7 separate regions of the Mus musculus genome follow, and regions 1, 2, 3, 4, 5 and 6 are each linked to region 7. The links are chromatin contacts, called in public Hi-C, HiChIP or PLAC-seq and promoter capture Hi-C maps. All regions are on one chromosome and are shown on one strand. The core of a region is the stretch at or near the end of the contact, and the rest is flanking DNA. Distances in the headings are between cores, read along the strand shown.

Region 1 (3,784 bases), core at 651-3,150, 680 kb after region 7:
TCTGTGAGGCTGAGCCCTGGTACCCCGTAGCATCCAGACAGTGGCTTGCATCTCTGTGGGTTAGATGGATCATAGGAGAGAAGACAGCATGAGCAGAAACCAGCCAAGCCTTCAGGCTGTGCATAGGATACAACACAGCCCAAGCATTCCTCACTGGATCCCAGAAGGAGAGAGATCAGGGAATGGACAAGAGCTGGATCACAGAGCTCTCTCTCCGCCATGCTGTGCCTCTTGTATCACTGCAACAGTGATGTGAATAAGAAGTACCCAGACTTTATTTCATGGTCAGAATGAGCCTCCTCTGAGAGCCTCTGCTTGTTTCCTTTGCCATCCAGAGGCTATCGGTGTAAGGCAGGGGGATGCTTGGTCCTGCTCTACTGGTGAAGACAATAAATGACTGAGAAATGATCTAACCTGTGCATCACAGCTGACTCACGGACCTGGGACTCAGAACCCACTGGTTGTCTGAGCAGGCATGCAGTAGGACAGGTGGGTTTGAATCTTCTATATTTTGCCTGGACTGATCCATGTTCCTGATACACTCTCACTGACACAACCTCTGGGTACTTCTGCCCTGGCATTAGAAAATCATCAGAAACAAACATAAACAGCAGCAAGTCTGGCTAAACAGCTCCTGGAGCTTTCCTGCTGAAGCCCAGACAGATTCTCCTTCCTGTTCCCTCTCCCCATAACACTTGACACATCTTCTCCTACAGCCCATGAGAACCATGAAGAAGGCATCCCGCTGGACTCCCAACCAGTGGCCAGGCTCACCCAAGCAGGTCTGACCCTGGGCACTTCTTAACATGGCCTGGTTAGTCGGGCTAGTCTGCCAATCCTTGGCCTCCTCCATTCATCGGCAAAGCATGGCAAAAGAGAAAGAAGCCTGCCTGAGGAGTGTAGACTCCTATAGGATAGTCACACAGCATAGCAAAGACTGTGCTAATGGCAGAAGCTCAGCAAGTACAGCATCCTGCAATTCGGCCCCTTGGGTGCAGCCAAGGCCGCTGCCTCCAGGAGCTCAGGCAGGGACGAGGATGCAGGACATCAGAGGTAGATAGGAACTAATATCAGTCTTGTATTGCCCATGCACAGCCTGCGTGCTTAATACATGTTAACTGACTGGTAGTTATAATACAGGCTTTTGAAAGTTCACCAAAAAAACAAACAAACAAACAAACAAAAAAACAGGATAAAACAGTAGGCACTTAGGATCAACTGCCATTCCATCACCCTAAGGTCCACACCTTAAGTTCTATCCACAGAGCATTCTAGAAAGAGGTGAAAGAGGTTACTGAACACTCTTGCCCTATGCTGCTGGGCCTGGCTGCCTGGTTCCTAGGCTGTTCTATGACAACTCTCTAGAGGCAAAGGTAGACTCCAAATTTTGTTCAGCAGAGGTTCAGGTAACTTAAGCCTAGATGAGCAAGTATCCTACAGATTGTACTATGAGGCTCCATGGGACTTATGCCAGATAATAGAAAGATGATTGATTGATTGATAATGGATAAACAGATAGATAGATTATGATAGATGATATACAGACTGGCAGACAGATAGATCGATACGGATAGATGGTAGTTAGATGGTAGACAGATAGATACAGATGATAGATGATAGACAGACAGACTGACAGATGATAGTAGACATGTATATACATATTTATACTTTGTTTCTCAAATACTCTGTGGTCAGGTTTCCAGACAGTTACTAGTTTTTTAATTAGTGAATTAAATAAACTCTTTGACACATGAATCCCTTCTTTTTTTTTTTTGGCTTGTTTTTCAAGTCAACTTTTAACCTTCTGAAATTTACATTTTCATACCACACACAGAGATAAGACTTTCTCAAGAGGCCTTTTTAAAGGGAGCCATGTGATCGCTGGCTGAACAAACATATCCCAATAATGCTTTGCAAACTCAAATATGCCACTGGGCAGCTCGGACCCTGGCCCCTGCCTCCAGCACAGACAGCTTTGCTTTGGGCATTTCTCCCAAACTGGATATACGAAGCCATTGAAAAGTGTTTCTTTCCTGAAAAAAAAAAAAAAAAAAAAGGCCTAAGCCAGTGTGAAGTGAACCAATTCTTTGGCACAGTACAAGGACAAAATTCCATGCAAATATCCTCATATTTTTCTGCCCAGTGAGGTGTCCCCAGATGGAATGGTGGAGAGATAAGTGAGGGGAAAGGCTGGAGATCTTGGGGACACACACACACACACACACACACACCTGTCATTCTACCGCTACTTCACTGATCAAAACACACACGCGATCCTGTCCTGCCTCATTCTACTGCTTTCTAACGAAAGCTCTCAGGAACATCAATGCCTTCAGAATCCCAGTGGAAACCTGCTTCTTCTAGGTTCAGAATGAAAGGCTGTTGTCCTTGGGCAGCTGCCCTTGAGTCGTACCCTTTACTACCCAGGAAAGAGCCATAAAGGAGAAGCTCAATGCGAGCCACCTCCTTTCTGCATTTGGTAGAATCTCAGTGTAGAGTGGCAGCAGATGGTAGGATGAATAATTTACACTTTCCAAAGAGTATTACGACAGGGAGCCTGGGTCTGAGAGGAACTAAGAAGAAACAAGGGGATCGATGGAAAGCCTGTTTCATGAGTCCAGAGTGTCAAGAAAGCTGGGGGAAGAGGGTGCAGGCAGGATGCAGTCAAGGCACAGAGTAATGCAGGTAACCAGAAGGGGATGGACAGAAGACACGTCAAGAGGTCAGAGGATCAAGAACTGTTGATAAGCTGCATAGGAGTACTAAGGAAAGGGAAGGTCAAGATGATATTTGGACTTGAGTGACTGGGTGCAGCGAGAAGCCTTAGCTGGAGATGGAGGCAGGGAGCAGTACATTTTAGACAAGAGAATCCAGTAGGGAGAGAGGGCTATCTCCCAGTTCCTGTTACAGTTGGAAACCCTTGGAACAATGTGGACAGAATTACACAGAGAGTGCATTAACGTATCTTCCGGCTCCATTTTACTTAGCAGTCCTTCATCATCTCATAAAATCTTTACATTCTAGAAGGTTCATTGGCTTTTTGCACACCGCAGCTAAGTGCAGCAATAGTGTGCCCCTTTGGTGTTGCTCCGCACCTGTGACCTTGTCATGTGTTTCACTAGTTCATATGGCAGAATCCCGGAAGTTTGTCTGTTAATAAAAAACATAGTTGTGTACCTTCTCCTAGTGATATTCATCACTCAGAGAACGTGATGCATTTTGTGGTGGTAGGTAAATACGTAAAAACATTTGAATAGTAAAAATGTAAAATTCAATGTAAAGCTACACAGTTTCCATCCCAAACGGCTATTATAACTGCAGTGAAGTTTACTGAAATGTACAGACTTGAGATCTGGTTAATTTGGGGGTTTGGTATATATTATTTGCAAGTTTTTAATAATAAAGTTTATAAAAGAAAAAAATTTAAATGGTGCATGACTCTCAAAGAACACTAAAGGTTGAACTCTGTCTTCCAAATGCACATTCAAGCATGTTCACCTCTACACATATGAACACACACAGAGACACACATATGCAGACAGAGAGATAGAAAGGGTACAGGGAGAGAGAGAAAGACGAGAGAGAGAAAGAGACAGGGGGGAGGGAGAGGGGGAGGGGGAGGGGGAGGAAGAGGGAGAGGGAGCGGGAGACAGACAGACAGACAGACAGACAGACAGACAGACAGACAATGAAACTGTCTTGGCTGTCAAAGGCTCTCAGAAAAAGCAGCTTCGGAACTAGTTCCCTAAGGGTCATCTCCACCCCTGAGGCAGGGCTGGGACCA
Region 2 (3,581 bases), core at 893-3,392, 990 kb after region 7:
ATATTTAAAAAAAAAAAAGATAGCTGGGATTTACAGAATTTACATATTAATAGGTAACTTTAAGTTTAGAACCACCAGAAATAGCTGGATTTTCATATGCCTATTCAGTGAAATTATAAAGTATTTCATCTTATACCTAAGAATTATTACTTATTCCAAAAATTCAATTCCAATTCATTTCTTTTACTGATGTGTATAACTTTACTCAATCTTTGTCTTCTAAAAAAAAAATGCTTTTTCCTTCAAATTTGAAGTTTGGAGCTGTCATGAAATAAACTATGTTCTGACTCACACTGCATGAAATATAGACTAGACATCTGTCCTTTATTTTGAACTGAGTTTGTGAATCAGGGGCATCAATTCAGTTCACTAAGACGCCTGTCTCATTACAGCACTCACTTAGATAATTTTGGAAAACAATTAGTCTAGATATGATTCACAGCCCCAAAATTAATGAAAGCCAGGCACAGAGAGACCTCTTACCTACTGCTAACAACCCCGTGTTAATGTCTTACTCTATTACATGGGAAATGACCAAAGCATCCTTTGACCAGCAAATGGGTTCTTAAAGACTGTACTTGAAAGACATGCTAAGAGATCACCTGGTTAGACCTGGGTAAACGACAGCAACACTAAATTCCTTGCCAGTAAGATAACAAGTAGCTATGAACTCATAAAAGTTCTTAAAGTACAAGAAGAGACTAAGAACCAGTGGCCCTCTGTGCATAACATACTCCCCCTCCCAACAAACTGCATTTCTTGTAGTTTTCCTACTACTTTTTAAAGTTAGTAAACAACATTATGAGTTTCACCATGGCATTTTCATACATACATGGTTTTTATATTGTGTCCTCACCCACGTCCTGTTTCCACTCCTTTCCCCAGTCCTGAGCATCTAAAAAACTGATTATGTCTAAATAACTGATCATTCATTCCACTTAAAGCTGAAACCCAGTATACCTTCATTCCAACTTTGGTTAGATTAAACTAAAGTAGGGACCTCAGCGCACAATGGGGGGGGGGGGGGGGAGGAGAAGGGGTGGTTACTATCCTTCCATCTAGATTTTTCTTTATGCTGACTAAGACCAATATCTTAAGATCTGCCCAGCACCCTGAACATAGTTCAACTAGATGTAAAGGCAAAACACAGTTACATAGGAATCTGTACATGGTCTAGTATCTCTGTAAAATAATTCATAATGCAGCTGTACTTTATTTTTAAAGGCATTCCTACTTTTGGGAAAGGTATGCATTTAAAAATTTCTTGGGCAACTCGCCCCAATATATCTTCTATCACACAGAAAAAACAAACAAACAAACAAACAAACAAATCAACCTCCAGAGTGTCTCTAATTAGTTTGGGTTGTCCATTTATGCTGAAACAAACTATGAGGCTTTTGGGGTTGGAAGTGATTTTAAACATAAACTTGGACTTGACGTCATGAGGCAACTGCGAAGCAGATCTGATTTTTTAAAAAGTTAAAATAGATTTAAAAACCTTTTCAGCTATTTAAAAATCAATAAAGGGCCGAGAAGGAATAAGATATTCCTATGTTGGTTGATTTTTTTTTTAAGGCCAGAAAGAGCTGTTTTTAGCTGTCTCTGTGGTTCTAAGAACGTGAATCCAAACTTCAAAAGTTGGCTTGAGAAGCAAAGAAAAACAGGAAACCGAAACGGGAACCCAGACTCTTCTAGAACTGAAGGCTGAGCATCTGGGGCAAACCCTGGGACGGGATGGACAACCCGGGAGGATGGCCTCGCGCGGGGCTCCCCAGCGATGGCACCGCTGGCCCGTCACCGATTCCGGGAGGGACGCAGGGTGCGAGTGCACGGCCAGACGCGACCACACGGTCACGCAGAGCGCCCCAGTCCCACCCAGCGGGAGGGTCCCGAGAGGGCGGCTGCGCAGCGCGGCGCCGCACCGCGCCGCCCTCCGTCCGCAGCGCCGCCCGGCCCGCCTCGCCCGATGCCGGGGCTTACTCTGAGAGCCGTCGTCCACGCGGTCGAAGTCCCAGTCGGGCGACAGAGTGTCCACGGCCATCGCCGCGGAACCTCCCACAGACACAGCCCCGAGCAGCCACAGCCGCGACGCGGGCCTCACCCCAGCCGCTGTCACGGCACGTGACTTCCGGCTTCGGCCCCGCCCCCGCACGCCAGAGCCAGTGGACTCTCGGCCCTGCGGACCGCGGGAGCCGCTGGGAAAGCGAGTCGACCGCCTGCTCCCGGCGCGGCCGCCATAGTGATGGCTGCCGTTGGCATCCTGCATCCTTTCCTGGTCTCGCTGCCGTTCACGACTGTTCTCAGGGCACATTCCGTTCCTCGAGGCTCTTTTTTTTTTATATCCTAGGGGATTACTCCCTCAGTCTAACCTGGAAAGAATGGAAATAACCGGGTGGGGCCCAACGCAAGACCCGGTCCTTCACCTGGACACTGCCCGAGCCCTTGGACCAAGATGCCTGTCTCACCAGCTCCCTTTCTGTCTTTACCCTCGCGATTCCTTGATCCCCTTGCACTTCCTGTGCAGATTATTTGTTGAGAAAAGACCTGTGTGTGTAAAAAAGTAATGACTTTAAGAACGCCACCAAGCAATCTCACTACTGGGTTTGCTTTACATAGATCACTATTCTTTCTTTCCTTGCTTTTAAGAAGGTGGGGTGGGAACTGTGTTACCCTGAGTTCTACATCTATCCTAACGTTTACACAAAACGCTTTCTATCAGGGCAGTTTTTAGTATGTACTTCTACGAAGCAGTCTAAATAGCATCAAAAAAAAAATCATAATGTAAAATTTAAGACATCCATACTCTGAACTCCTAGAAAGCTACAAAATGAAATAGGTCTCAAATGGCATTAAAGAAAAAAAAGAAAAAAAAAAAAAGGAGAGGAGTCGATTTTAGAACAATGCATATTTGCTGTAACATCTACAATCGACGTAAACGTTTATTTATGCTCATGTGTTTGCAAATGCATAGGAAGAATTCAAATCTCATTAAAGAAGACTGGATTACTTGAAAACGGGTAGGTGCTCATTAATACAAAGTGGCTCTTAAATTTTTCTTGTGTCTATTAGCTGAGTCTTTTTCAAGCAGAGTTTTAAAGTTATTTGCATTATATAAAGTACCACAAATCAATATAGAATGTTCTCTTGAAGAGCATGTTCTGAGATGCTAAGGTTTGGGCTTGGTTTTATTTTGAGACAAGATCTCATTATCGTAGCTGAGAGTCCCTGCTGCTCCTGGGCCTGTGACAAGGCTATGGAGGGAAACCTCTACAGATCTGAGCCACAAATGAACATCTTTACTTTGTAAAGTGCTTTCCTAAGTGCTGGGAATACAGGCATGTGTCACCATGCCTGGCATTGCAAAGAAATTAGAAAATGCTTTTTTTTTCTAACAAAAGTGTTTGTTACAGTGACAGCTGACAAACACATGTGGACTTAGTGTGTCTCTGGCTTCAGGGTGGCCTATTGGAATTTTCAGTTTCTGTAGCATGCAGTTCTGGCAGCCTTCTTTAGGTTCCATATGGTAGCTGTTGGCAGCTTCGGGCCCACATTATCACAAGACTAAATCTAGCCCACGAGAG
Region 3 (3,912 bases), core at 603-3,102, 700 kb after region 7:
ACTCCTGCTAAGAACTCCTGAAGAGTGGAGGAGAGAATTCTTTTTCCTACCTACCCCCATTTAGTCAAAAAAACTCTCAATCAGGAGACTCAGAAGGTGTCCAAGAAGCACTGTGTCCTTTGAGGATATTGGCTAACAGTTAGATCACCGTCTCAAATGGAGCTCGGTGGAGTTCCCAGACTGTTGAAAGCTGACTTCCCTATATCACCAAGGCAAAGTCTGGCTGAATCCAAGCTAAGCCAAATACCACTACATCAGAAGTAACCAATACTGTGCAAAGCTTGCTTCCATAGAGTCTCAGAAAATGAAAAGATGAGACCAGGATTCACTGAAGTTTGGAAGTTCAATTTAAGGCAGGTCTTTCAAAGGCTTGATGAAGACTACGTTGAAGTCATGATGTAACACTGCAGAAGTGCAGCAAAATAAGCAAGGAAAGGCAAGGGATCCCAAACATGTTTGCTATTTCCTGCACACTCTCGGAATGAATGATCATACTATTTGCTTGGAAACTTAGAAGCTATGCAAATGAAAATGGGAGATAGGCACACCCAACTTGCTGACTTTAGGGCACCATGTTGTCATTGGTAAAATTCATGCTTAAGCACCACACAATTGAATTACCACCCATCCCCCCCCCAAAAATAAAAGATCTCATAACATTTTAAATGAGTTTGTGGTTTTGCATTGGGCTACACTCATAACTAACCAGGACGCATGTGGTTGGACATGTCAGATTCTAGAGATTACAGATTCTTAGTTTCTTCTTCTTTGCCTGGTTCTATTTTACTTAACAAAGTAGGTGAAGCACTTTTCACTTGTTTTATATCTTCTATTAGAGCCATGGTGGTGCCTTTCATGAAATTCATTAATGGTAGATACTAATGACAGTTGGAATTCCTACAGAATGGTCTTAAGTTGAGGAATCTGCTGTACCTGTAGGTCCAATACTAGATCACACACATTCCAGAGATGGTTAGATCCTGAGAGTTCTAATCTGATGAAGGTCTTGATACCTTGAGGGCTTTAATGGACTGTAATATAACATAAGAGATGAGGTCTCTGGTGGCATATCCTTGGGGATTACATGTTGCTTTGGCCCCTACCTATCTCCTCTCTCTGCTTCCTGCATGTCCAGAGATGAGCCACCTTCCTCCTTCATATACTCCCAAGTCTGTGAAACTCTTCCTTGAAATCTGCCTGGAAACACAGACCCAAACAACTGTGGTAGGAACTTCCGAAACCTTACACACAAGTCTTTCCCTGCTAAATTGTTTCTGACAGATTCTCAGTTCAGTCACAGAAAACTAACAAATGCAGCCACCCTCCACCTTGTCTTCCTAGCGGCAGTTCACGAGCCCAGATTGCTCTATGGCGACAGTTACAAAAACAGAAGCACCTTCTTTTCCTGAAAAGTGAAAAGGCTGGTTCCAGAAAGGGGATGGGAAACAAAGACTTTCAAAATGCCAAAAGTACATCTTCAATGCCCCTGAAACCCTGGGTGGTCCTCCCACCCCACACCCAGTCCCTGATTTTCTAACTCTGAGTACCCTTGTCTTAGGATATCTTGAAGATCTCCAGAAACTGTCTAGCAGATCATGCATGAAGCCTTATCTTTTCCTGGTTATGCTTTTATTTCAAAGGTCATGAAAGCACGGGCTCCAGAAGGCTCACAGCGCACGCATGTGCGTGCACACACACATGCACACACACTGCTCTAAATGCACAGTAGCAGCTCTCAGCCCACACGTGAGTGTCACTTAGACAAAGATCAGATTTCCTTTTGAGGCCAAGAATTCAATAGCTCACAAGGCAGCTAGCTGAACTCTCCTTCTGGCTTCAAATGCAAACAGTTGGGGATTGCAAAGAGCAGGAAATAGAAACCAACTCCCCACACCACCCTTTCCCTGTTGTTGAATCATGCTTGTGAAATAATTCCCATTTGCTCAGTGAAGGAAAAGGAGCTCTCTGGATGGGTTAACCAGAGGTGCTTTTGTGGTAACTGTAAAGGGGTGTTTGGTCAGTCAGTTCTAGTTTAAAGTCATCTCCTAGCTGAAGGCCTTACAGTAGTTGTTGTGATAAAGAGGGACCATTTTCATAATTAAATTTAAAGCCCCATAAGTGATGGTTTTAATAGGTTCCGGGACTTACATCAAGCTAAAAATGGCCAACCATGAGGTCAAAACAACTAACTAAATGTTTAATAAGACCAGTATTTTCATTCTTTAAAGTCATATCTCAGAGCACACCTTCAATCCCAGCACTTGGGAGACAGAGACAGGCAAATCTCTCTGAGATCTCTGTGAGACCACCCTAGTCTACTTAATGAATTACAGGCCAGCCTGGGGCTACACACTGAAACGCTGTCTCAAAAATAAAATAAGATAAAATCAGATTTCAGGATAATAAAGATGGAGTTATCCCGTGGGTCAGGAGAAACAAATCTAGTCAGCTTCCTTTCTCAGAAAAGAAGAAAGAAAGGAAAATGGCCCAGAGATATTTGGGCTCATGCTGATGAGCATCCCAGAGCTTCCCCTATTGTTAGGCTTAGGAAGACCCACGTTTCTTATTCCAGCAGGCTGGAGGGCCCATGGTTTGCATACAGGTCTGATGAGATAGGCAGTAGCTCCACCATGAGTACTGATCTTGATGCTTTTCAAGAACTAGCAGTGGCTGGCTGGAGACGCATTCTGTACTTGGGGACAGCTGACAACTAGAGAAGAGCAGCATTAAAGCCATTACTCATATTCATCTGCACATCTAAGCATCATCTCACTTGACTACCCAGAACCATCACACCACAGGGCGCAGGTCACCCAACCTTACCCCAGCTTCACCTGGCCATGTTAAACCCACAAAGCCAAGGGGCTTCCATAGACTGTTGCTGCAAGCTTTGTTCCAGGGCAATTTGTCTCCAAAACTTAGGCTTCCAAACTTAGTCACTTGGAATGGAAGGGGCAGGGGGTGCTATGGCTGGGACAGAACTGCTAAAAACTGAGACCAACATAGGAAAAATGTGCTCAGTGCTCACAAAGGCTGTGACCTGAGTCAAAGGGGCTGATGTCAGGGAGGGAATACTCCCAACACAACCCAGCACAGCACAAGATGGCTTAACTTCCAGGGGAGTTTTCCCTAGCACGAGACTATCAATAGTTAGCCCTAGGTCTTCAAATGCCTCTCTCTCTTAGTTTTTCCAAGCCCTGCACAAGGCTCAGGTACATCCTTAAATGATCACACTTGGAAGAATGAAGGCAAGGTGGGGACAGGAAATATTGTCAGCTCACCTCCTGGTCTCTGCTTAGGGAGAAGAGAGCCCTGGGCTCTGTCACTCCCAACAGACAAGTATAACAGAGATCAGTGGAGGAAGAAGGGGTGTTAGCCATCATTCCATAGATTACAAGAGATGACCTTTCCTTACATATGCCCCACCATTTTTACCCCAAGTCACTGAAGAAGAACATTAAGAGTGAGAAAACTGTCAATGTGGTTTCCAAACTATAAGGAAAATCTTGAATTTCTGGGCCTTTACATCCCTTGAGCACCTTGTTTTCTTGTTTGTTTCATAGGGATGGTTCGTTTGCTGATGGTGAATCTAACTAGAGTGTCCGGAATGCTTGGTAAGTGTTCTGACTGAGCTGTATCCCAGACCTCTCTGATACCTTAGATGGGTAATAAATCACTCCCTTTAATGCAGTAAGCAAACCTATGCAATGGTCTGGGATACATCCTAGTGATTTGGAGAGTGTACTGGGCTTTGCTTTAAAACACCACAGATGTCAAAGGATCTCTTTTCCATCCCCCCATCTCCCCATCTTCATCTAGGCTTCATCACCTCATACATCAATGACTCCATGATCCAGTCAACTGGATGAGCCACTGTAGCTCATCTTAAATCTCACTGCCAGGATTTCCAAA
Region 4 (3,589 bases), core at 399-2,898, 710 kb after region 7:
GAGCTGTCTGCCACTCAGTCAACAGAGTGCTTGTCTAGTTAGTGTGAACCAAGTCCAAGGTTCCACCCCCAGCACCCAATAAACTAAGCATACCTGTGATGCTAGCACTCAGGGAGGTGGAGGCAGGAGGATTAGGAATTCAAGGTCATCCTCGGCTACACTGCAAGTTAGAGGGGCCAACCAGGAACCCCTGAGACTTTGAAGAGGGGAGGGAAGATAAGTAGGCGCAGACTCTGGAGGAACTTGGACAAGTTGCATCTGTCGAAATTCTACATGCTCACCTCTGTAGCTCAGAAACGGTTGGATATCCACGCTAGTGAACCATTTGCCGCCACAGACAGCAAGCTACACAGAGGGCACTTCCACCATGTTTTCTCAACAACAACAACAACAACAAAAAATATCAGAGTCCACCCATCCATCAGCCCTAAAATTCTTTCACGCTGGCACATCTGTGCAGGGCATTGCCAGTTAACCATGACAAAGAAGGTCTGTTTTCATCTGTGGTGTGAGAAATTCTTTAAATCCAGAGAGAAGCAGAAAGGGGCTAAAGAATAAGATTGGGGGTTCCAACGGTTGTGTTGAAAACAGCGTAAAACAAAATAGTATGTGGCAAACTGTAGGGACTTTGTTTAGTGATGGTTAATGATATGCCTACGGGGTCCAGGAGGTAGAGTCCCAATCATACTCAAGAGTAGTGATGGGTGCTTTAAAGGTTCTGGGAAAAGCCAGAGAACCTAGGGAAGTGTCCTTCAGGAAAGCAGGGCAAATCAAAAGGGGCACTAGGACATTTGGCATGAGATGAAGAGTAATGGCCGCCTGTCTCTGGCTGGTCCTGTGCTCTGACCTTTTGAGTAAAAGGTTGTCAGCATCCAACTCTGACATGACCCAAGCGGTTTAAAGTCTTCTATCTAGTGAGGGACTGTACTGGCATCCGGCCCCACATGTCCTGCAAGCCCAAAGCTTTTCCCTTCTCAGTTTCTCTCAGGACACTTGGTCTCTAGTTGCAACCTGTGCTGTGTTCGGGGATTCACCAAGGCATGTCCAAAGCAGCAGCGCGGTAGTCCCGCTCCTAGAGGGAAGCCTTCCTTGTTTTCTCGTGCTCACTGTAAAGTGCGCATGGGTCTTTTGATTGAAATTTTCTGCTCTTTCTCTTGAAATTGCTTAATTGCGCCCACCCACCGGTAAGGTTCTTTATATCGGTGATGCTGCTGATCCTCTCTGTATCACTGTGCGGTACTTTTGAACGCCAGGTTTCCTTACATTTCTGTGAGGATGCTGCCCCCTGCAGCCCACTTTGAGCATAATAGCCATTGTGATGGATTATCTCATCTCGTTCCCACAACCCACGAAGTGAAAAACTGTTAGTATCCTCCTTTTTTGTTTTTTCAGAGGATAAATCTGACTTCCAGCAAAGTTAGGTAACTTGTCTTGGCAGAAACAGGCCACCTCTCTCCAGAATCCCCCGTACCAACACTGTTGTCCTGTGACAGGTATCCTCCATATTTAATCTGCCAGCTAACCGAAATTACTGGGGAAGGGGAAGCGAATTGACTCATTTTTGGCTGTGCGGCCCTCTCTGGGTCCATCCACAGTTCCAACAATAGCCCCGCGGTGTTAATGCAGATGCAGAGATATCCCTGGGAGAGCTTTGTGGGAAGGTGTGGTTGACTGACAACCAGCTGCCACACCCTCAGAATCTCTGCAGCACCTAAACTTAAGCCTTGCCCTCCTGGGGCTACTCAGCCAGCAACTGGGCACAAGCTTTCTAGACCCAAAGGGAGGTTTTGTTTTGTTTTGTTTTGTTTTGTTTTGTTTTGTTTTGTTTTGTTTTGTAGGTTCCAAGATGTATGGATTGCAGTGGCGCCTATCAGCATATCAAAGCACACGCTGACCTCAGGACTCCTTCACTTCATGTGCAAGCAACCTGCCCTCCTCCCTTCCTCCCCTACCTAACTCCCTCCAGCCCCTGGGATTTCCTCCTGCTCTCTCAAAGCTACCTAGCAGCTTCCTGCCTTCCTTCTCTCCCTGGGCAAATGTCAGGTCCACACTGTGATCTGAGGGTATGCCACAAACCAGGCTGTATCTTTGGGCTCACTGGTCAGCCAGTCTAGCCTGTTCCAAGCTAGTGAAGACACTGTGCCTCACAAAGATATTTTTTTCCTTTAAATGCAAACCGCTTGGAGAACAAAACTCAGTGTTGTCCCCTGCATCACACACACACACACACACACACACACACACACACACACACACACACACCCTACCATTGAAATGTAAGTGCCACTGTAGAGAGAAGACTTTTATGAGGTGACTAGGGCCTGGGGACCTGGCCCTCAGGAATACAGTAATACCTCCAGCAGAGAAGTGGATTGGTAATCACAGGAATAGGTTCAGATCAAAAGCTAAGTCATCCCTGTCCCCAAGCTCCTGTCTCTGTCCCTCTCCCCCACATCCTCACGCCATCTGAAACCTCTGCCTTGTCCAAGCACCGTGTGCTTGGCTTTCCCAGAGTTCTGAGCCAAAGAGACCTGCTCTTTATAAATTGTCCAGCCTCTGGTTGTCTGTTATAGCAGCACAAAACAAAGATACTGGATTTGCATCTCTCTAAAAGGACCCCCACGGAGTTTAACAAGGAGAATCTATAATTCTTTCTCTCTCTCATTATTTCGTACTTGTATGTGTGTGAGAGAGTGTGTGTGCATGCACATCTGCCACTGTGCACGAATCAAGATCAGAGGAGAGTTTTCAGGAGTCTGTTCCCCTTTCCTACCTTGGTAAGGCAGGCTCTCTCTTGTTTCTGCCAGGCCAGCCCGTGAGCTTCTGGTTCTCTTGTCTCAGCTCAGGGCAGCTCAACACAACATCCTTTTCCACCAAGATGACTAGGACCAACGACCGGTCACTGGGATGGTGACGAGTCTCTGGCATTGATGCTCCAATATAGGGAGTCTGGGGAAGGCAGTTTCTCACGCCAAGCCCTCATGGAACATTTTTCACACCTCTCTGCAAAGGCCTACACACCCCCCACTGCACACACACATTCAAGTGTAATCCCTGCCCCTTTCCTTGGGCTTTGTGCTTCCTGGAGCAAGCTCTACACTAAGGAGATCCTTGCACACAGGGTGCATAAATAAACTGCAGACAAAAAAAATGAATGATAATGGCTTGAATGACTTCCAGGGACTCATTGAAATTCCATTCCCTGATGCACAATTCCTGTGCCTGTGTATCTAAGAGGAACCCAGCACCACCACACGGACAGTAGAAAGACCCCTTGCAGATTCACACTGTGGCCAGGGCCAAGGGTTTGGAGAGGCAGAACTCAGAGCATCTAATTGGCTCTCTCACAGGGCTGAAAGGAGGCTTAAGTGGAGGTAAGTTCGCTATCCGTCAGTCATCCTGTGCACCACTAAACCTTAAAACCTTGCTGAGCTCATTAGCTCATTAACTATTTGGAAGATACATTCTCCCCGCAAAGGCCAACCAGAGAGGAGACTATGTTTAGCCTCATGGGGTACTAAAAAGTAAAATAAAGGCAACAAACAGCCATAGATCACAAGAGATTGTGTCCTCAATTTTGCAAAAGTCC
Region 5 (3,638 bases), core at 216-2,715, 650 kb before region 7:
CAAAGTGAGTTAAGGGCAGCCTAGATGCTTAATGATATACTGTCTCCATAAATAAATACATAAATAACCCTGGATGAATATATGCACATAGGTGATGCTAGGACTCAGGGATAAGAGCAAAACCAAGAGCCATCTTCAGTTACACAGCAGGTTCAAGGTAAGCCAGGGCTCCGCGAGACCCCGTCTCAACAAAAAGGGCATTGTATGTCTAAGGCATGGCCTGTAGGTTATGGCTAGGAAGTCTGGTAAAGATGCACATGTGGCCCTGTGTTCTCATTAGACTTCAATTGCTTTGATAAAACATCATGAGCAAAAGCAACTTGGCCAGGAAGGAAGGGGTTTGTTGCCGTTTACAGTTAATAATCCATCGTGGGGAGAAGTCAGGGCAGAAATTCAAAGCAGAAACCTGGAGATAGAGGGCTGAAGCAGAAGCCATGGAGGAAAGCCGTTTTGGTTCCCTGTGGCTTCCTCAGCCTGCTTCCATATACAACCCGCCTAGGGCTACCAGCCTAATGGTGGCGCCACACACACTGGTCGGGTCCTTCCACATCACTCATTAATCAAGAAAGTGCCCAGACTTCCCTACAGGCAACCTGATGGAAGTCTTTACTACAATTAAGGTTCCTCTTCCCATTTAACTTCAGTTGAAGAAAAAAAAAAAAAAAAAAAAAAAAAGCAAAGCAAAAAGCCCAAAAACCTAATCAAAATACCTTCTAAACTACACTTCATGTAATAGATTAGAGTTGATAAATTGACGATGTATCTACAGTATTATGAAATGCTGAATATCTGAGATCGGACCTGTCTTCTCCAGAGCTTGGGCAAAGGTGCCCGCCCCAAACAGTAAAAAAGGCTAACGGCGTGATTTCTGCTCCTTTCAGAGCAGGGGACTCCGATTAACACCTGATTGAAGCTGGGTGAGAGGCAGGACTGTGCCTCGGTTGCCTCTCACCCAGCCCAGCAATAACTCTCAGGGCACACGGAACTGGCTTCAGACCTTCCACACAACCCATAGGAAGAGCCCTGGGCGCGCTCCCGCGTCCTAGCCTCTTCTCTTCCACCGCGAGAGCGCAGCGCACGCGCGCCGTGCCCGGCAGAGCGCGCGCCCGCGAGCTCCCCGCAGCCCCGTGCTCATCCGGGTCCCCGCGAGCCTCGGCCAATGGAGGCGGCTCCCGGCCCCGGGAGCAGAACTATGCCTCCTCCCCCTTCTCGCGGCCTGTGGCCCCCGCGAGCGGCCTGGGGCTCAGGAGACCCGCAGAGGCTGCGAGTCCGGATCCCACGCGAGAACTCAGGTCGTGAGCGCCCAGCGATCGCAACCGGTCCCGAAGCACCGGGCGCGGCGGCGCACGCGGGGGTCTGAGCCAGTGTAGTAAACACACTTCAGAAACGTGAGGTGCCGGTGGTCACGTGGGGTGCATGCCGCCCAATGAGAAGCCGGGGGCGGGGCGGAGGCCGCTGACGCGGCGGAGTCACCCGGGCAGCCTCGGGACCGGTGACCGGCAGGCGAGCGTCCCGCGGCCTGGAGCTCTAGCCCGCGCTCTCCGAGCTCGCTGCCCACTCCGGGACGCACAGGCCGCGTCGCGCGGAGGCCGCGTGAGCTCGTGTCCGTTCGTGGAGGCCGCCTCGGGCGCGCCACCGTCTCCTCGCGGGTCGCCTCGGTTGGGCGAGGTTTCCGTGACGAGCCTCCCGGGGCTGCTGCGACCAGCTCGGGCCGTCGTGGCGGCTCGGGCCCCGCGCGCTCGCTTGCGCTCCGGGGGTCTCAGGCCCTGGAAGGTATGCGTGTCCTCCGGACGCTGGGCGCGGGCTCCTGAAGGACGTCGCGCGTGGATCCCGGCGCCTCGGCAGCCTCCATTCATCTGCCAGCTGCGCGCTCGCCACCTCCGCGCCCCGCCTCGGCGTCGCCTCCTCCCGTCCCCTCTCTGCAGCCCTTTCCCCACTCCTCGGGTGAGGAGGTTTTCTTGGAAGCGCAGGTGTCGGTTATGAGCCCGGCTTCCCTCCCTTGAAGCTCTCGGTAGAGGAAGTCGGGGTGACCCGCCGCGCCCCGAGCATGGGGGTGAACGCCGTGCACTGGTTCCGAAAGGGACTCCGGCTCCACGACAACCCCGCCCTGAAGGAGTGCATCCAGGGCGCCGACACCATCCGCTGCGTCTATATCCTCGACCCCTGGTTCGCCGGCTCTTCCAACGTGGGCATCAACAGGTGGCGGTGAGTCCGAAGCGCTTGGGAAATCAATCGATCGCGGTGTGCGCGAGTCGGGTGTCGATGCGTTAGTGTCAGATCTGAGATTTGGTTTTAGTCCAGGGACCGAATTGCCTACATCGTTAAAGAATTGTAGATGTGGTCAATATTAAATAGTACAGACTTAGTAGTAGAGATTATTGACGACCCTGAAACACTTTAGCTTTTACCGGTAAGTTATGTGTCTGTGTTGATGGGAACGCCTTCCCTGATTTGCGAGAAATAACTAGGAGGAGAATTAAACACTCCCAGATCATAATGGCCTTGATATCTTAGGCCTCCGAAAGGGTTGTAATCTTTAATGTTGACGTGTGTGTCTAGGTAACTCATAGTGTGGAGAAAAACCATTCATTTATTATAGCGGGCTCCGGATCCAGCTTTCTTCCCCCTTGAGGTTAGAGGAGGAAAAGCAAGGGAAAGAATTAGCTGGTTTCCCAACTCTCTCTCTCAACTCCTCCTTGTGGTTGACAAGACAAAGCACAGTTTTTCTTTCGAGGCAAAGTATAATCCTTCTAGGGAATTGCGACTGGAAGAAATCCTCCGGACATTTTGTGAGCTGTGCCTGGGAAAACAGGATAGACGATTGTGTGGCGGAATGAAACGAAAGCATTAGTTCAGCAGATAATATTGATAGCTTATGTGCCAGCCGTGTCTTTGGATATGAGGGATAGAGCTGTGAACGAGAAGTCTGCCCTCTTCAGGCATATGTCCAAGAAAAAAATACGTATGTAGTCCTTTTGGAGATGAGACGTGTTGCAAAGAAAAGACGAGGTAAACAGGAATAGGGATGGGGACACAATTTAAAACAATGTTAATTAGCTGGGGATGTAGCTCACTGGAAGTTACCACAGCTAGGATGTGTGGAGAAAGTGGTCGCCGATTTGAAGACATGGGATGCAGCTGTCTAAGGGAAGAACATTCCAGGGAAAGGTCCTGAGGTGAGAATGGGTTTGATCTTTGGAAGGAACAGCCAGCCAGAATGACGAGCAAAACCTCTGGGGGAAAGTACTAGGTGATGAAGTTATAGTTGTAACGGGGGCCAGATTCTAGAGCTTTATGCGCCGTCACTAAGGTCTGTGACTTTACCCCAGGAGAGTGGAAATGACTGCAGTACAAGGGTATTAGCAGAGAAGTGATGTCATCTAACGTAAGTTAGAAAAAAAACCTTCTTTGGTTGGGATTCTGAGAACGTGACTGATCGGGCATTGAAGCTGGATAAGAAGTGTGGACACCGCTTAGGAGACGTTCATTTCCGGGTGCAAGCTTGGAGAATGGCTTGTGTGGATGTGCCGGCAAGTTGGTTGTGGGGTTGAGCGGAACAAAAAGAGCTGTATTATCACAGTCAACAGGTGAAAACAGCCCTCGTGCCAACCGGCTGATTAATGGGCCTCCTGTTGTGT
Region 6 (3,706 bases), core at 1,074-3,573, 650 kb after region 7:
CCTACAAGCCTCCATGTGAGAGGCCCTTGGGAATGGCTTGTTGTTTGGAATTTAAACATCCCCACTTCACCTAGACACAGAGAACTATTTTTTAGGTATGCCAAGAATTAACCAGCGAGGACGTCCGTTTAATTGTATGTGAAACAGAAGCTAATAGTATCAGCAGGCTGGCCGCCTTCACCGATAGCGTGAGGCAAGAAGGGCTGTCAGAAAGTGATCAATGGACGGGCTTTGAGCAGACCTACCTGGGGTAAAAGCACTCATGTGGCCATTGTTTCCTACATTCATCCCTTATAGGCAAGAAACCTAACTTTCTGTCTGCGTTCACTGTGTGAGAGGAACATCTTTGATCTCTCAGATCTGCAAGAATCCCAAAGGGAAGCAAGCGGTGGTTTTGATTATTATCTTTAAAGTCTAGAATTCCTTAGGTGAGATTTGGTATGAAATTCATCCACGCAGTGGGGGAGGTGGGCGACTGTGTCCACGTCTGGGCCTCATTAAGGCGCAGATATTTTCACTAGGCAGTGAACTGAAGCAACCAAATTCCTTGATAAAGCTGGAGATTTCCAGGAACTGCTTGTTTAAAAAAAAGGGCACTTCTGTCTGGTTCTTCTACACAGCACATAGCATCATGAGTTCCCGCTCAGCCAGGCCTGGGGATAAAAGACATTATCTGTTTTGTCAAATTATCTCTAAAGTTTTAATGCTCTGTTCACTGTTTGGTGTTGACCTGTGGGGTACACTATTCAATTTATAATTCCTTTCCCCTGGCCGGCTGCTTTGGGTCTCTACAATAGGCCACGAAAGAAGGGGGCAGATAATGCTATCCTGACAGTGGGGGAAACTGAGACTGAGAGAGAGCCTGTGATTTGGGTAAAGTAGTGTTGTTTCTCACCCTCAAGAAGCAGGCAGATTCAAGGGATAGGGTAGTCCACAAACTGCTCCAGTGTCTTTAAGGTCTCCCAGGGTTGCTAACAGTTTACACATCAAGGTGATCAGAGGACCCCAAGGGAAGCAATGTAATTCTAAGCCCAAGGCTCTTGTGCTAAGTCATGCTGCTTAGGTATTGGTTGTAATAAATTCTGGACTGAGATGGCTCAGTCAGGAAAGAAGCCTGCCAGGCAAGAATGAGGGTCTGATTTCAGATTCTCAATACCCAGATTAGAAGCCAAGCATGGCGCCTGCTTGGAACCTCAGTGCTGGGAGGCAAAGACACGAAGATCCCTGAGCTAGCTGGCTGGTCTGCACTCCTTAATGAGGGAGCCCCAGGTTCAGTAAGAGACCTGTCTCCAAAAGGAAGGTAGGAGACACCAGCAAAATTTCTGCCTTCCACATGTACTCTTTCTCTTTCTCTCTCTCTCTCTCTCTCTCTCTCTCTCTCTCTCTCTCTCACACACACACACACACACACACACACACACACACACCATACCACACAGAAACACACATACACAAACCACATACACACCACACACATACCACACCACACAGAAACACACACACAAAACCACATACACACACAACGATGTGTGCAACACACACAGATTCTATAAACATGACTCTTAGGGTTCAAACTCCATCCAGTCCCTGTTGTCTCTGTCCTAACCTCTTCAGGTTTCCTTTTCTCATCTGTCCAGAGGAGATCCCTGAAAAGGCCGTTCATTGGACTGCTTCTCAGAAGTGGAGGTGATGCACTCAAACTCTTAGACTTAGGCCTGTCACTAGGAGGAGCTTAGTGGTGATTCTTCTTCTTACTGACTGTACTGACCTTGAGGCTTATCTATGGAGTCTCTCCCTCTCCCTCTCCCCCTCCCTCTCCCCCTCCCCCTCCCCCTCCCCCTCCCTTCTCTGTCTTTATCTCACTCTCCCTCTCTCTTAAAGTTGCTGATCTAAACTGGGAATAAGAAGTTGCTCAGAAAAGTAAATCTTGAATCACCTGATGACCAAGTCATCTCACTTTTGTGTATATTTCGAGTTCAAAGACTTGAAATCGGCACACAGGAAAGGTGTGTGGCCCTGTGTTCACTGAAGCATCAATTACAAAAGCCAAGATATGGAGCCAGACTGTCCCCACGAATGGATGGACTAGAAAACAGAGGAAGCATAGGGTTCATACACAGCAGAACACACAGTAGAAACCCTGAGGTTTTACAGAAGGAGGAAATACTATCACTGCAGCGACATGGGTGAACCCAGAGGACACTGTGATAAATGAAACAAGCCTGCACAGAGAGACAAAGGCCACCCGGCATCACTCATTTGTGGCATCAAAGAAATGGAAGGCAGGCAGGGCATAGTAGCTCACACTTTTAATCCCAGCACTCAGAGGACCACTCTGCAAGGAGAGTTATGTGAGTCTAAGGCAAACCTGATCTACAGAGTGAGTTTCAGACCAACCAGGACTATAATGCTGTCTCAAAAAGAAAGAGAGAGAGAGAGAGAGAGAGAGAAATGGTGAGCTCCTAGCAGTGGTTATCAGGGGCTGAGAGAGTATGAATGAGGAAGCATTCTGTCAGACAGGAGAAGTACACAGTACTGATCTGCACAGACAACATGACCCATGGATATTATCACTGTAGAAAAATAATAATAGGTATAAAAGCAGATAAATTAGCTAATGAGCTTGATTTGCTAATTCAGCTGTGTAAACATCTATTAGATGTTTACACATGCACTCACACATGCACACTTGCACACACACACACGTGTGTGCACACATGCAACATGTGCACACACAAATAAATAGGTAAATACATAAAATTTTTAAAGGATTCAAATGTTAAGGAGAAGGCTGAAATTCTTAAAGGAAATGGGGAAGGTTATATCCAAGATTGATTGTGCATTTCTCAAGTGAAACACAAATTATAAAGCTGGATTCAACTTTTAAATTAAGAACTTCGGTATAGATGGCTCAGCAGCAGTAGCCCTTGTAGACCACCAAAGCTGGGTTCCCAGTACATACCTGGCAGCTCACAAATATCTGTACTTCAGCTTCAGTGGTTCTGACGCCCTCTTCTGGTCTTTTACAACACGGCATGCACATGCTGCACATACAGATGAGTAGGTGACCACATACACATACATGAAAATAATTACAAAAAAACAAAAGGACTTCAGTATCAAAAAAATCAGTGAACAAAACTTCTGTTTCCACTAACTTAGGAGTCAAAGATCCCCTGAAAGAAATAAAGTGATAATTTATAGCTAAAAATGTCTGACATGGAAAAGGCAAGGGGTGGGATTCACAGTAGAAGATACTTATGAACAAACACGTCACTGAGAAGAAAGCTCAGTGCAGACATAAGAAGGATAACACAAGCATAGTAGTCATCAGAGAATGAAAATAGAACAAAGACCTGCTCTTTAAAAAGCTCTTGTAGAGAAAAGACTTATACACAAGCATCTAAAACACAGACAAGAAAGTATACACCAGTTCACAGCAGAAGAAAAGTCAGGAAACCATCCAAACACAACCATACTAGTCAGGGTTCCCCGGAGAAATGGGATCAATGGAATGCATGTGAAAATAGAAAGCTTTATTTTAAGGAATTGGCTTACATGATTGTGGACTCTAGCAAGTCCAGAAGGCAGGGTGAACCAGCAGGCTAGAGAACAGGGGAGAGAGATGCTAAAATTGGCACACAAAGGCCATCTGCCAACAACCCCCACCCCGTATTCCATCTGAATCTTCAGCTAAGCAGATAAA
Region 7 (3,959 bases), core at 1,441-3,940:
GTTACACTCTTCTGCAGCCATGCCTGCCCTCTTATGTTGGTCCTGGGAATTTGAACTTAAGTCCTCATGCTTGTGCAATGAATGCTCTTATCCACCAAGTGATCGTCCCGGTCTTGGAACGGCCTTTAACATGGGTTCTGGAGATCAAATGCAGGTCCATGTGCTTGTAAGGCAAGCACTTTATCAACCCAGGCATCGCTCTGACCTGTCACCCACTCTTCTCCAGTGCTTGACAGGAGAAAAGCCAAGATGCCTCCCATTCCCACCCCAGCTCTCACATGTAACTCCTAGAAAAAAAAAAAACTAAACAACACTGATTATTTTCACTAACAAATAAACGACTGTTTTCTTTAAGGAACAGATTCATGCCATAATAAAAAGGAGCTTTAGAGATGTGCTTTACAGAGAAGGTGGCCCTGAAGTCCAGAGGGGGAGTTATGTCCACTACTCAAGGTCATGGAATTTGATGGCAAAGCCACGGCTCAAAGAGCAAACAGGGCTCCTGCCTCCAGGCCAGAGCTTGGCTGGGTTCCAGCCTGCTGCTGTCTCCTTAACACAGACGATGGAGGAGAAGGTCTCCATTCGCACATCAGTAATCTTAATCACACCTTGAACTGAGATGGTTTTTAAGCAAGGTAGTCCTGGTCATCTTAGGACTCTCATCTCCTGTCTCCCTGTACTTCAGGCTGAGGAACCCTGTGCTTTGTTGAGCTAAGAGGTTTCTGCTACAGTATCTGCTATTCAGCCCAAGGAGGGGGCGTTCTCTTCTGTCTAGAGCAGATGCTTTCGCTAGGGCACACTCTGGCCCAAATTTAATCTCCTCTGTGTTTTCCCCACAATAGCAGTGACTCTCCTGCTTCTTTTGCTACCTTATTTTGTGGCCTTTTGCAATGGGCAGCCATTCTCTATACACAGCACACACCCTTCTAGTCAAGACAGGTGTCCTGGGCTTACCCCACTTCCTGCTCAGAAATAGCCTTCCTGTTCTCCTACTATGCAAATTCATTCTCCAAATTATTCCTCATTCTCTACTCTGTGTACAGCTCACGGTTTGCTTTCCAAGTTCTCTTTTCATTTATTGTCTCGGTTCTTAGGCGTTGGTTTTTAAAACATTAAAACATGCTTTCCCCCACCCCCACCCCCACCCCCTGCCAGGACCCAGAGCCCGTGATCACAGGCACATATGTGCCTATTCAGATTTTAAAGGTGATTTACGAAAAGAATGAGGAGCAACAAGATTGTCCTTGAGGAAGGTGCCTCTAGCAGTGGACAGACATCTCTCTGGCACACAGTGGGCCTTCAGCAAAGTTTTGCCCTTGTAAAGTTGCACATTCAGTGTCTCCTCGAAAATACTTTTCTCAAGAGGGGTATTGTCGGGCATGTGACCACCAAAGTATGGAAGTGGTGGTATTTGAACATGGGAAGATTCCAGTTTTGTTTCTAATTTTTTCCCCCTTCTAAGCAGATTGGGAGGAAGTTACAGACAGAAGAAATAGCATCCCTACTTCTGCCGCGCAGAAGTACACACTAGGACTGCGGGAGCCAGGTGCAGGGGAAAAGGTCCAGATTGGTATTACCAATGATCTGCACTGATGGTGGGCTCTGGTTTCCCTCCCAGTCATGAGTGAAGACTCACCCATGGGCTTCAGAAGCATCAGCCCAAGGTTCAAAACACGGCTGTGTGGGACCTTGAGGCATTCTGTTGGGGTCGAGGCTCAGCCTTGTGTGTTTCCTATAAAATGGGCAAATGTAATCTCAACCGTTCAAAGCTTTTGCGAGGATTTTAGAGCCCATACCAGCTGATAAGCACAGGTCTGGCACTGCTATATTTCTTTTTACAAATGTGGAAGTGACAACCTCAACCTGTGTCCCTCTAAGTGAGGGTGCTGATGGCTTCTCTACACTCAACCCAGAGCCTGTCAGGAACTGGAGCTGTGGAGAGACTGTATGATACCCCAAAAGAAAAGAGAACCAAGGGGCCTGGGGGTGTTGCATACAGTCTACTGCCCAGGCAAAGAGGGTCTGTAACTCAGTAACTCAATAACTCAGTAACTCAGCTCCCTAGGACAAGTTCTAGTCCATACCCAAGGTGCTTGGGTGCAGAGTCCTTCGAGCCCAAAAATTCTCGGGAAGAGACAGGCCTGGCCCGGCTGCAGGGCGGCCTTAGAGGAGGGGTGTTCCCGGCTTAGTGGTGGGCAAGTAGGGCGTCTGACCCCCCCCCCCCCCGTCCTGTCCCCACCTTCCAGAACCGTGCTTTCCGCTCCCCCTAGCACTCCCCCTCGGCCCGGGTGGGGATCGTGCTCAGCACAGTGCTCAGGAGGCACCCCCACCCCGCTGACTCCTCTCGAGGGTAGCCGGGGCACTGGGAGTCTCAGCCATCCGGGCAGCCGCGCCCAGCCTCGCCCCGCCGGGCTCCGCCCGCCCTCCGCGGGGTCGCAGCGAAGGGAGGAGGGGCGGCGGCCCGCTTGCGTGGCAGGCGCTCGGGCTGGGCTCGGCCTCCCTTCCCGGGAGGCGGGGTCGGCGCCGCGGCGGCGGCGGAGCCAGGCCCCCTCCTCCTTCCGCGGCCGGCCTCCTTCCTCGTCGCCCCACGTTCCCGGCCGCTCCGACGCCGCTGCGCCCGCGTGCCGCCCGCGCAGTCCCCGTGGGAGCCGGAGCCAGCGTCCCGGGCCGCGCGCCCCGCTCGCCCATCCCGCCGAGCCGCCGCCGCCGCCATGCCCTCGGCCAAACAAAGGGGCTCCAAGGGCGGCCACGGCGCCGCGAGCCCCTCGGACAAGGGCGCCCACCCGTCGGGCGGCGCGGATGACGTGGCGAAGAAGCCGCCGGCGGCGCCGCAGCAGCCGCAGCCTCCCGCGCCGCACCCGCCGCAGCACCCGCAGAACCAGGCGCACCGGGGCGGCCACCGCGGCCGGTCCTCAGCCGCCACCGCCAACGCGTCCTCCGCGTCCTGCTCGCGCAGGCTTGGCCGGGTGCTCAACTTTCTCTTCTACCTCTCCCTGGTGGCGGCGGCCGCCTTCTCGGGCTGGTATGTCCATCACGTCCTGGAGGAGGTCCAGCAGGTCCGGCGTGGCCACCAGGACTTCTCCCGTCAGAGGGATGAGCTGGGCCAGGGCTTGCAGGGCGTCGAGCAGAAGGTGGGTACTCCAGCTTTTGCGGGGTCGGGACTCTACTCCTGCCCTCCCTGAAGGGGCCCTGGTCCTTTCCTGCCCAGGCCCTGTGGCAAGAGCTGGGACCCCAGCGCCCTAGTCGCCAGGGCGGTCCCAGACCCGCTTTGTTAATGGTCTCAGAGAGGGATGGAGCGGACTCTGAGGATGGCCAGACCATTGGGGGAGGATGGGCCAAGGGCCTGTCACAGGACATTAGCGGTGACCTGTAAGGAAGCCGGCAGGCTCTACGTAGCCCATTCTTTTTGCATTAGGAACCGTTGAATGGACAGAGTTGCCCGAACAGGAGCCTGGAAGGGAAATCATCGCATCCCCGGAAGCCTCTAGTCAAGACTTCACCTTGGCTATGCCAGTAGGAGTCACCCGAGCCAGTTTTTAATAGACCTAGAGTTTTGGGGGTGGGGGTGGGGGAAGCTAGTGAGCTTAGTCATTTGCTAAGTTCAGATGAAACGTCTATCTTTAGGTCCCTTGTCCTTAGCTGGACCAAGGAGCCCATGTGGGCCTTTGAAGTCGCCTACTCCAGCTTTAGGGGAAACACAGGCCAGAAGTATTAGATCACACTTATGTGGTGTGTAGACAGCGTATTCATGTATTTTATTTCCTCACTCAAAGAGTTAACTAGAGGGAGGAAGAGAGGGCTGACAAATTTGACTCCATTTTCCAGACCCGAATATTGAGGTTTAAGAGACACAAAGTGAGTTGACACAGACCACAGCTGGCTTGAGTCGCAGATTGTGGAAGAAAGTGTGGGCCATTCGTGAGGAAGGATTCCCCAGCGAGCTGTTTCAGGAATGACCA

What was found. Promoter capture Hi-C pulls out the DNA fragments that hold promoters and counts their contacts. Hi-C and Micro-C count contacts between places; a contact is called where the count stands out from the background. HiChIP or PLAC-seq counts read pairs in DNA pulled down with a chosen protein or histone mark.
Region 1: a contact with region 7 is called in a promoter capture Hi-C map of the C10 cell line, with 4 times the contacts expected there. The contact joins the enhancer-like site here to the promoter of Ckap4 in region 7. A contact is called at or near these places in 5 of 39 promoter capture datasets (the 3T3-L1 cell line, 3T3-L1-derived adipocytes, the C10 cell line and 2 more), 3 of 115 datasets of contacts at active chromatin or transcription factors (embryonic forebrain, stem cell-derived neural progenitor cells and trophoblast stem cells) and 1 of 9 other capture datasets (embryonic stem cells).
Region 2: a contact with region 7 is called in a promoter capture Hi-C map of cranial neural crest. The contact joins the promoter of Washc4 here to the promoter of Ckap4 in region 7. A contact is called at or near these places in 3 of 39 promoter capture datasets (cranial neural crest, embryonic stem cells and hippocampal neurons).
Region 3: a promoter capture Hi-C map of liver shows a contact between it and region 7, with 5 times the contacts expected there. The contact joins the enhancer-like site here to the promoter of Ckap4 in region 7. A contact is called at or near these places in 12 of 39 promoter capture datasets (the 3T3-L1 cell line, 3T3-L1-derived adipocytes, the C10 cell line and 7 more), 1 of 484 Hi-C or Micro-C datasets (bone marrow-derived macrophages), 8 of 115 datasets of contacts at active chromatin or transcription factors (the NIH/3T3 cell line, cardiomyocytes, embryonic basal ganglia and 5 more) and 1 of 9 other capture datasets (liver).
Region 4: an H3K4me3 HiChIP or PLAC-seq map of forebrain shows a contact between it and region 7, with 8 times the contacts expected there. The contact joins the enhancer-like site here to the promoter of Ckap4 in region 7. A contact is called at or near these places in 17 of 39 promoter capture datasets (the 3T3-L1 cell line, 3T3-L1-derived adipocytes, the C10 cell line and 10 more), 1 of 484 Hi-C or Micro-C datasets (bone marrow-derived macrophages), 9 of 115 datasets of contacts at active chromatin or transcription factors (the NIH/3T3 cell line, SST interneurons, cardiomyocytes and 6 more) and 3 of 9 other capture datasets (adipose tissue, embryonic stem cells and liver).
Region 5: a contact with region 7 is called in a Hi-C map of uterus, with 4 times the contacts expected there. The contact joins the promoter of Cry1 here to the promoter of Ckap4 in region 7. A contact is called at or near these places in 1 of 484 Hi-C or Micro-C datasets (uterus) and 1 of 115 datasets of contacts at active chromatin or transcription factors (pancreatic cancer cells).
Region 6: a contact with region 7 is called in a promoter capture Hi-C map of cranial neural crest. The contact joins the enhancer-like site here to the promoter of Ckap4 in region 7. A contact is called at or near these places in 5 of 39 promoter capture datasets (the 3T3-L1 cell line, 3T3-L1-derived adipocytes, the C10 cell line and 2 more) and 1 of 115 datasets of contacts at active chromatin or transcription factors (embryonic forebrain).

What each region holds. Positions count from the first base shown.
Region 1 is chr10:83,851,132-83,854,915 of GRCm38.p6, reverse strand. No RefSeq gene overlaps it. Among named protein-coding and RNA genes, the nearest start is that of Gm33919, 74 kb to the left of the region's middle. Within about 2 kb of position 1,900, at least 5 of the 459 cell types and tissues checked have an H3K27ac peak or open chromatin away from gene starts, as enhancers often do.
Region 2 is chr10:83,542,502-83,546,082 of GRCm38.p6, reverse strand. Washc4 (WASH complex subunit 4) reads right to left here and starts at 2,142. Exons shown (of 33, transcript NM_001033375.2): 1 at 1,981-2,142. The coding sequence starts at 2,041.
Region 3 is chr10:83,834,426-83,838,337 of GRCm38.p6, reverse strand. No RefSeq gene overlaps it. Among named protein-coding and RNA genes, the nearest start is that of Gm33919, 90 kb to the left of the region's middle. Within about 2 kb of position 1,852, at least 9 of the 459 cell types and tissues checked have an H3K27ac peak or open chromatin away from gene starts, as enhancers often do.
Region 4 is chr10:83,817,525-83,821,113 of GRCm38.p6, reverse strand. No RefSeq gene overlaps it. Among named protein-coding and RNA genes, the nearest start is that of 1500009L16Rik, 96 kb to the right of the region's middle. Within about 2 kb of position 1,648, at least 18 of the 459 cell types and tissues checked have an H3K27ac peak or open chromatin away from gene starts, as enhancers often do. A contact at or near this core is called in forebrain, where this site is marked.
Region 5 is chr10:85,182,881-85,186,518 of GRCm38.p6, reverse strand. It overlaps Cry1 (cryptochrome 1 (photolyase-like)), which reads left to right and starts at 1,465. Exons shown (of 13, transcript NM_007771.3): 1 at 1,465-2,205. The coding sequence starts at 2,048.
Region 6 is chr10:83,879,123-83,882,828 of GRCm38.p6, reverse strand. No RefSeq gene overlaps it. Among named protein-coding and RNA genes, the nearest start is that of Gm33919, 46 kb to the left of the region's middle. Within about 2 kb of position 2,323, at least 11 of the 459 cell types and tissues checked have an H3K27ac peak or open chromatin away from gene starts, as enhancers often do.
Region 7 is chr10:84,532,619-84,536,577 of GRCm38.p6, reverse strand. Ckap4 (cytoskeleton-associated protein 4) reads left to right here and starts at 2,690. Exons shown (of 2, transcript NM_175451.1): 1 at 2,690-3,131. The coding sequence starts at 2,712.